2 separate regions of the Xenopus laevis genome follow, and region 1 is linked to region 2. The links are chromatin contacts, called in public Hi-C maps. All regions are on one chromosome and are shown on one strand. Each heading gives the region's core, a stretch centred on a gene start, on an enhancer-like site or on the middle of the called end of the contact. The rest is flanking DNA. Distances are from core to core; before and after follow the strand shown. Region 1 holds the start of cfap299.L (cilia and flagella associated protein 299 L homeolog). Region 2 overlaps prdm8.L (PR domain zinc finger protein 8).

Region 1 (3,787 bases), core at 1,066-3,565, 140 kb before region 2:
CAATTTGCCACATACCCAGTCCTTAGTGCATCTAAAAATCAGTAGATGTGGCAGGGCAGCATGCGACCCCTCAAATTGTGCTGCCCTAGGCCTTGGCCTTTGTGCCCCCTATCCCCCAATTCCAGTGAGCCTGCCTCTCTGTGCCAGTTTCCCTTACACATGCTGACCCTGTGTCAGCTTCCCACCAGCCTCCTGACCTGGTGCCATCTTCCTGTAGCCTGCTGTATTGGTGGGCCCATGCAGAATGGGTATATGCACTTTAATGCAGGCCCATAGCTAGTTTATGCTTGCATTGAGGTAGAATTCTTTTTCTTCCAGTTAAAGTCTTTTGTGATCTCTGAGGGTACATATGCAGATCATCACAAAATGTTGGCTCAACGTAAAAGAAGTAAAAGGGCAATATTTACTACTCATTCTGAAGTTAGAAGTTTTCTGTAACAGAAATATGGCAAGTTACCTCTAGATAGTGTAGATCCAGAGCAGTGATCTGAGAATCCAAGAAGTCCTCATATGTGTTGAACTGGGTAATGATGCTGTCTGCAGCAGATCCTGCCTCTGATTGTTCCATCTTTAACTGACGAATATCTTCGAAACTGGCCCAGGGCACACACAAATGTTATGAGGTGATCAACATCTAATGGGTCTATAACAATAATTAATCTGCCCAATTCACAAAATGGATGTTTCTTATCACTGCAAAGAACACGTAAAGCAAATGAGGAATATGAATCAAACACAATGCAGTATTTTTACTTTAAAAATATTGGTATATAGAAATATATACAGGTTAAGATTATATTTCCTTCATAACAAACATAGTAAAAAAATATTGCATACCCCTGACAACCTTTTTGCCAGACCTTTGCAACTAGTTTGAAGTGTTTTATATACAGCAGTCTGAATGCATACAAAGGGGAATGTATTTTCAGGAACAAATTGTGTCATTGCTGTAGTTAAGATAATTTGTCTAAAAACTGTAATAAAAAATTTAAAAATAGCAATTGAAAAAAAAAGTGCAAGGGCATTTAAAAATGCCCCTTTAAGTAATAGGTAATGACAGTAATTAGTCTTTCAGCTATCTGGAGTACATTAATATATTCATTTTGATTTCTTCACAATGTGTCCTTAACTAGTCATGGTACAGATTTAAAACTTGTTGACAGTCTGGAGGATCTGTGTTTACTGTGACATCATGCATCGTCCATGTCTTATGAATATTTTGTGGGGTTGGGGTCCTTGTTTTCACTGTTTCTCTTGACAAAGGTCTATGTGAAGACAGAAATGTTGACTTAATAATCCCTGCAGTTTTGTATATGACTCTATCTATCTACCTAGCTATCTATCATCTATCTATCTATCTATCTATCTATCTATCTATCTATTTATCATCTTGATAAACAAGAATCCCTGCAGTTTTGTATATGGCACTATCTATCTATCTATCTATCTATCTATCTATCTATCTATCTATCTATCTATCATCTTAATAAATAAGAATCTTTGCAGTTTTGTATATGGCACTATCTATCTATCTATCTATCTATCTATCTATCTATCTATCTATCTATCTATCTATCTATCTATCTATCTATCTATCTATCTGCCTATCTGCCTATCTGCCTATTATTTCTATTCTAATAAACAAGAATCCCTGCACTATCTATCTATCTATCTATCTATCTATCTATCTATCTATCTATCTATCTGTCTATCGAATAGGGAAATGAGTAAAACTAAAAGCTAACATTCAAGACCTACTGCTCTCCAAATGTCCCAGTAGCACAGAATGTGCAGAGCTCACTAACCTGAGCAGTTAATGTCGATTTCAGAGACACTGAGCCTGAATTTGCAGCGCCCAAAATCCCACGCTTCACTTATCCCTCTTTTGTAAAAGTCTGTATCCTTTATATAGTTTGCAAACTGCAGTTGCTTGGCAACCAAATGTAAACCAGCGTCTGAGTCACAAGCACATAACAGCAGCTCTCCTCTACATCACGTACAAAGTCTGCAATGGTGCAAGAATGAGTTAGCCACAACTAATCCTGCGTGCTCCGAACTAATTTTTATATTTTTCCATCAAACATAGAACTAAACTCAAAACGTAGAAGGAACATAAACATAGTAACAACATATAAATTAAAATTGTGTAGTAACATTCTATCTAACATTCAAGACCTACTGCTCTCCAAATGTCCCAGTAGCACAGAATGTGCAGAGCTCACTAACCTGAGCAGTTAATGCTGATTTCAGAGACACTGAGCCTGAATTTGCAGCTCCCAAAATCCCACACTTCACTTATCCCTCTTTTGTAAAATTCTGTATCCTTTAGTTTGCAAACTGCAGTTGCTCGGCAACCAAATGTAAACCAGCGTCTGAGTCACAAGCACATAACAGCAGCTCTGCTCTACATCACGTATAAAGTCTGCAATGGTGCAAGAATCAGTTAGCCACAACTAATCCTGCATGCTCCAAACTAATTTTTATCTTTCCATCGAACACAGAGCTAAACTCAAAACGTAGAAGGAACGTAAACATAGTAACAACATATAGATTAAAATTGTGTAGTAAGCGCCCTCTGCTGAAAGACAATGAGTAAAACAAATGCAATATGCAAAAACACTCGTTGTACTTCCTGCTAGCTTGCCTTCCCATACCTATTTTGCATGCTGGGGAACTCTGGGGAATGTAGTTCTGCTGCCGTCCGGAAATGAACAGTAGTTTCTAATGCCTCTGCAATGCATCCTCTTAATAGAAAGGGCGGGGCTTCAGCTGGGAGCGTGTGGAAGGATTCTGTGCACAGCTCCAGGAGATTAGGCGTTTTGCTAGTCTTGGCGAAAAGTGATACATCATAGGATTCTGAGGCAACAGACAGGAGGAGTGAACAGTATACTAAAGTAGAATGGGGAAAATCTGAGATGTGAAGGAAAAAGATGTTAGTGTCATTTACAACTGAAAAACAAAATCCCTCTGTGAAACTTTTGGAGCAGATCTGTAGAAACTGTATACATTCACCTTTGGTGATATTATCGTATGCACCTCAGAAGGTGGTGGTTCATCTTTGACTTAACTTCAGTGTGATGGAGAGAGGGTGACTTTCTAAAACAATTTGCAATTGGTTTTAATTTGTGGTTTTTGAGTTACAGTATTTTTTAGTAGCTTTTTATTCAGCAGCTCTCCAGTTTGCAATTTCAGCAGTCTGGTTGCTAGGATCCAAATTACCCTAGCAACCATGCAGTAATTTAAATAAGAGGCTGGCATATTAATAGGAGGGACCTGAATAGAAAGACAGTTAATAAAAAGTAGCAATAACAATACATTTGCAGCCTTACAGAGCATTTGTTTTTAGATGGGGGCCCTTTTGAAAGCTGGAAGAAGTCAGAACATTTGCTAAAAGTTAGGCACCCCAAGTGATTGTATCTACTTACTTTACACCCCAGGCCAGTGCTCCTATCAGGAGAAAACTGCACTGGCCGCGGTTATTCCAGCGAGCACTATAGAGCGATTGCCTTCCTGCTTCTTTTTTCTTCAAATTTCCCGGGGCAGACGCATGCGCAGTAGAACTAAATAGCCAGCTTTTTTGTTAAAGCTTTCCGCTCTACTGTGCATGCGCAGCCGCAAGAAGAAGTAAGAAGCCTGGAAGACGATTGCTCCGTGGTGCTCACTGGAATAACTCCGGGCCAAAGCAGTTTTCTGCTAACAGGAGCACTGGCCCGGGGTGTCTGGTAAGTAAATAGAATCACTTATTTGGCACCCCAAGTAAAAACTGCTTTTCCTTCTCCTTTAAATT
Region 2 (3,253 bases), core at 148-2,647:
ATATTTTTTTTTATGCTTTAATGCGCACTTATTTGATATACTGTATCTGCCAAATTTCCTATAAAATTATTTTGTTTAAGGTCCTTGATCTTGCTATGGCTATCTTCTTTATTGCAGAGTGACATCAGAATCTGGAGAATGCACGTACACGTCACAGTGTAGAAAACCAACATAATTCTCCCTCTACAAAATACACCATTATTACTAAATCCTAGCCATCACTGAGAGTTGCTCTTTATCATCTTATGAAAACTTTTTATAGATTGGAAAGTATTGTTTTGGAATTATCAATAGTGTTACATTCTTTTATATTTAACTATCTATCAATAATCAATGAATTCTGAACCAAATTTCAAAGGGTACACTGGTTGTAATGTTAAACTGGCACATAGCTCTCAAACATCTATGATTTTCCAAAGTCTCTTTTGTGGCACTTTGAATCAGACAATAACTGGTGTAAAAACTAAGGTCTGAGTGGGGCAGCTGAATAGTGTTCTAAAGAAGCGACAGCCTAGAATATTGTGCACTGATTTGTGAGCTCAGAGAGCTGATGGAAAAATAAACAATAGGCGCTGTGTCCTTTTTATTATTTAATACTTTTAGTATACGACAAAACCTGTTATGGTACAACGGTTTACCCTAGGGTCACCACCAGATTATTTGGAAATACAATAATACATGGTGTGGGACTGAACTGATTATATTCAAATTTAATCGCAACCAGTGTAGTGCTTCTTTTTGGATTTTCTAGAGGTGTCCCTGAATTTACACGTCATCTGATAATCATAGTAGATATGTGATGAGGTATTAATTAACACCAGGTGGAAACAGGCAGGGCGGCTGTGTTCTTCATCTGGCAAAATGCTATAACGTTTTGTCGCACAAAAGTAATGCATAAATTGTATATCCGCGACAAAATGCTAGCAATCACTACTTGTTCCAGAAAATCTTCGTTCTGAGGGTACGTGATCAATCAATACATATATGTACATTTATAAATCCAACCATCTGCCAGCTCTAAGCATTGTATTCCTATATATCCACTAAGCTTTGTAATTCAGTGTGTCTGTCTGTTCAGCTCAGTCAGTACAGTAGACTATATGCAGTTAAATGGGCATCAGTTAGTGCTGTAGTGAGCATATCTGCCTTATTGCATTTCATCTCAGTATCTAAACAAAATGTATGTGCCCAGGCCAACACATCTGTAGGCTGAATGTGTATATACATATGTATAGCAGGGTCAGCAGAATGGTAACCCCGTTGTGTCTACATGTCCCTTAGTTGTAAATGGAAAGAGACACTTAATCAGAAGGTTTAAAGTCATGGGATCAGCTGTAGCTTCACATACATAAACGTGCCAAAAAGTGCCCGCAGCTATACAGCCAAGGAACCCGATCTAACCCCAATCATTCAATCAAAGAGCTGAGCTAATAAGGGGGAGCCAGTAGTGCTTGTCCTGCTCCATTCTTAGGTAAATAATTCTATTTAACAAGCGAGTAATTTTGCAGAAAATAAAGTAATTTATTGTCAAAGCATCCAACATACCAAGATAAGCTATAAAGTGTAATAAATCCCTTTTTCCAAATGGGGACTGTGGGACAGGAAAAAAGAAATAAAGAAAGGGGGATTATACTTCATTTCACTGTTACAATATAACATGGTTTTTGCATTGATATAAAACACAAGTTGATGAGGTTCTATTTGGAGTTCTTGTTTGTGCGGTAATGTATTGTCCATGCATCTCCTCCATAACTAGTGAGTCCTCTGTAATAATAATATTTATGTTCATCTGGTAGGAACACGGATGTTGTCAGGAAATGCACAAAGTAACTATGCCCACCAATATATTCTTTGTTATCCAAAATAGGAAAAAAAAATCATAACAAAAAAATACATACAATTATCGATATTACACCTAAACGATAAGTGCTTAATAATTTAAGTAAAAAGATATGACAAATGCATCAATATGCTGCAATATATATGACATTTTAAAAAATGTACTTTTGGAAAGTGAAAATGCGTGCATTTAGAGAGGAAATACCCTCACACATTTGCGTTCAAAGCTCATGCCCCAGCGTACAACTGTGGGTATTTAGAGGTCCATCACTTGTGATATAACACAGACCTAGTTATGCGAGGTCATATGCCTGGACAGGTGGTGGCGTTCCCTGAAGGACTCGTTGCATATGGGGCATTTTAGTTTCTCCTCTCTCCTTCTCTTTACTAGAGGCTCCATGGAATATTCCTTTTTGTGATGGGACCTCATGTGATAGACCAAATCCGAGGTCATTCTGAACGACGCATTACATTTGGCACACCAGTTCTGGGCTGGCAAGCAAAGGGAAGTGAAGGAAGGGGGTAATAAGGTGAGAGTTGAGGGCAGCTGCAGCTGGAGAGGAGCTGCGGAACTTTTTGGCCAAAATGTGGTGGCAAAGAGAAAAGGACTTTGTTTGGGCAAGCTACCCTGTAGTGTGCAGTTGCCATTTAATTCCGGGCCCTGAAGCTTCACTGACAGAGGATCAGATTGGAAGAGCCTAGCTGCACCCACGTTTTCTCCTGGACAATCTATATTGATTCCACTGGATATTAATTTTTGGCCCATGACCTGCAGGGGAGAAATGTGATTGAAGCCACTTCTAGTAGGTTGGGAGAATGCGCTTTTTCTCTCCTGATCCAGGTTTCTTATCTGAGGAACACTGCTGAATGCACTAGCCATAGGAGAGCTTTCCTCAGCCTGGTTGTCTGGCCTCACTTGCAGCCGTTTGGGCTCACTTGGACTACCGGAATGGGATGGGGACATAGATTTATTTTCAGCGTTAAGAGAACTCTCTTCTACTCCTCTAGAGCCTTTTTTCACCTCTACAAAGGCGCTTCTTTTGGCTTCCCCTGTTTCTGGACTAGGCGGTGCAAATAACTGTCCACTTTCCTCCAGATTATAATAGGAGCTGGTTCTGAAAGACTGAGGGCTACAAACTAAATCCTCTTTGGAGGAAGGCAAAGGTCTGTCCAAAAACCTACCAGAGGCATCACTTTTCTTAGACCTACTTTCGTCTTGATGTTCGTCATATTTCCTCTTGGCTCTATGAAGGCCATCAGGCGTGGAATCGGGGTCTTGCCGTGTCAAATTTGCCTTGGTAGGTACCGAACTGAAGGAAGAGGAAGATCCCCTGACATTTTCCATGTCCCTTGCCAAATTGTGAAAGTCTGTTGTAGGTTTGTGGTTTTCCTTTTGAGGTTGATAGACGGTAAG

Evidence for each region. Hi-C and Micro-C count contacts between places; a contact is called where the count stands out from the background.
Region 1: a Hi-C map of the XTC cell line shows a contact between it and region 2, with 5 times the contacts expected there. The contact joins the promoter of cfap299.L here to the enhancer-like site in region 2. A contact is called at or near these places in 2 of 4 Hi-C or Micro-C datasets (the XL177 cell line and the XTC cell line).

Annotation. Positions count from the first base shown.
Region 1 is chr1L:103,560,306-103,564,092 of Xenopus_laevis_v10.1, reverse strand. It overlaps cfap299.L (cilia and flagella associated protein 299 L homeolog), which reads right to left and starts at 2,315. Exons shown (of 7, transcript NM_001095253.1): 1 at 2,227-2,315; 2 at 458-693. The coding sequence starts at 568.
Region 2 is chr1L:103,417,770-103,421,022 of Xenopus_laevis_v10.1, reverse strand. It overlaps prdm8.L (PR domain zinc finger protein 8), which reads right to left. Exons shown (of 4, transcript XM_018254228.2): 4 at 1,498-3,253. The coding sequence ends at 2,129. Among protein-coding and RNA genes, the nearest start is that of prdm8.L, 4.8 kb to the right of the region's middle. Within about 2 kb of position 1,397, at least 1 of the 7 cell types and tissues checked has an H3K27ac peak or open chromatin away from gene starts, as enhancers often do.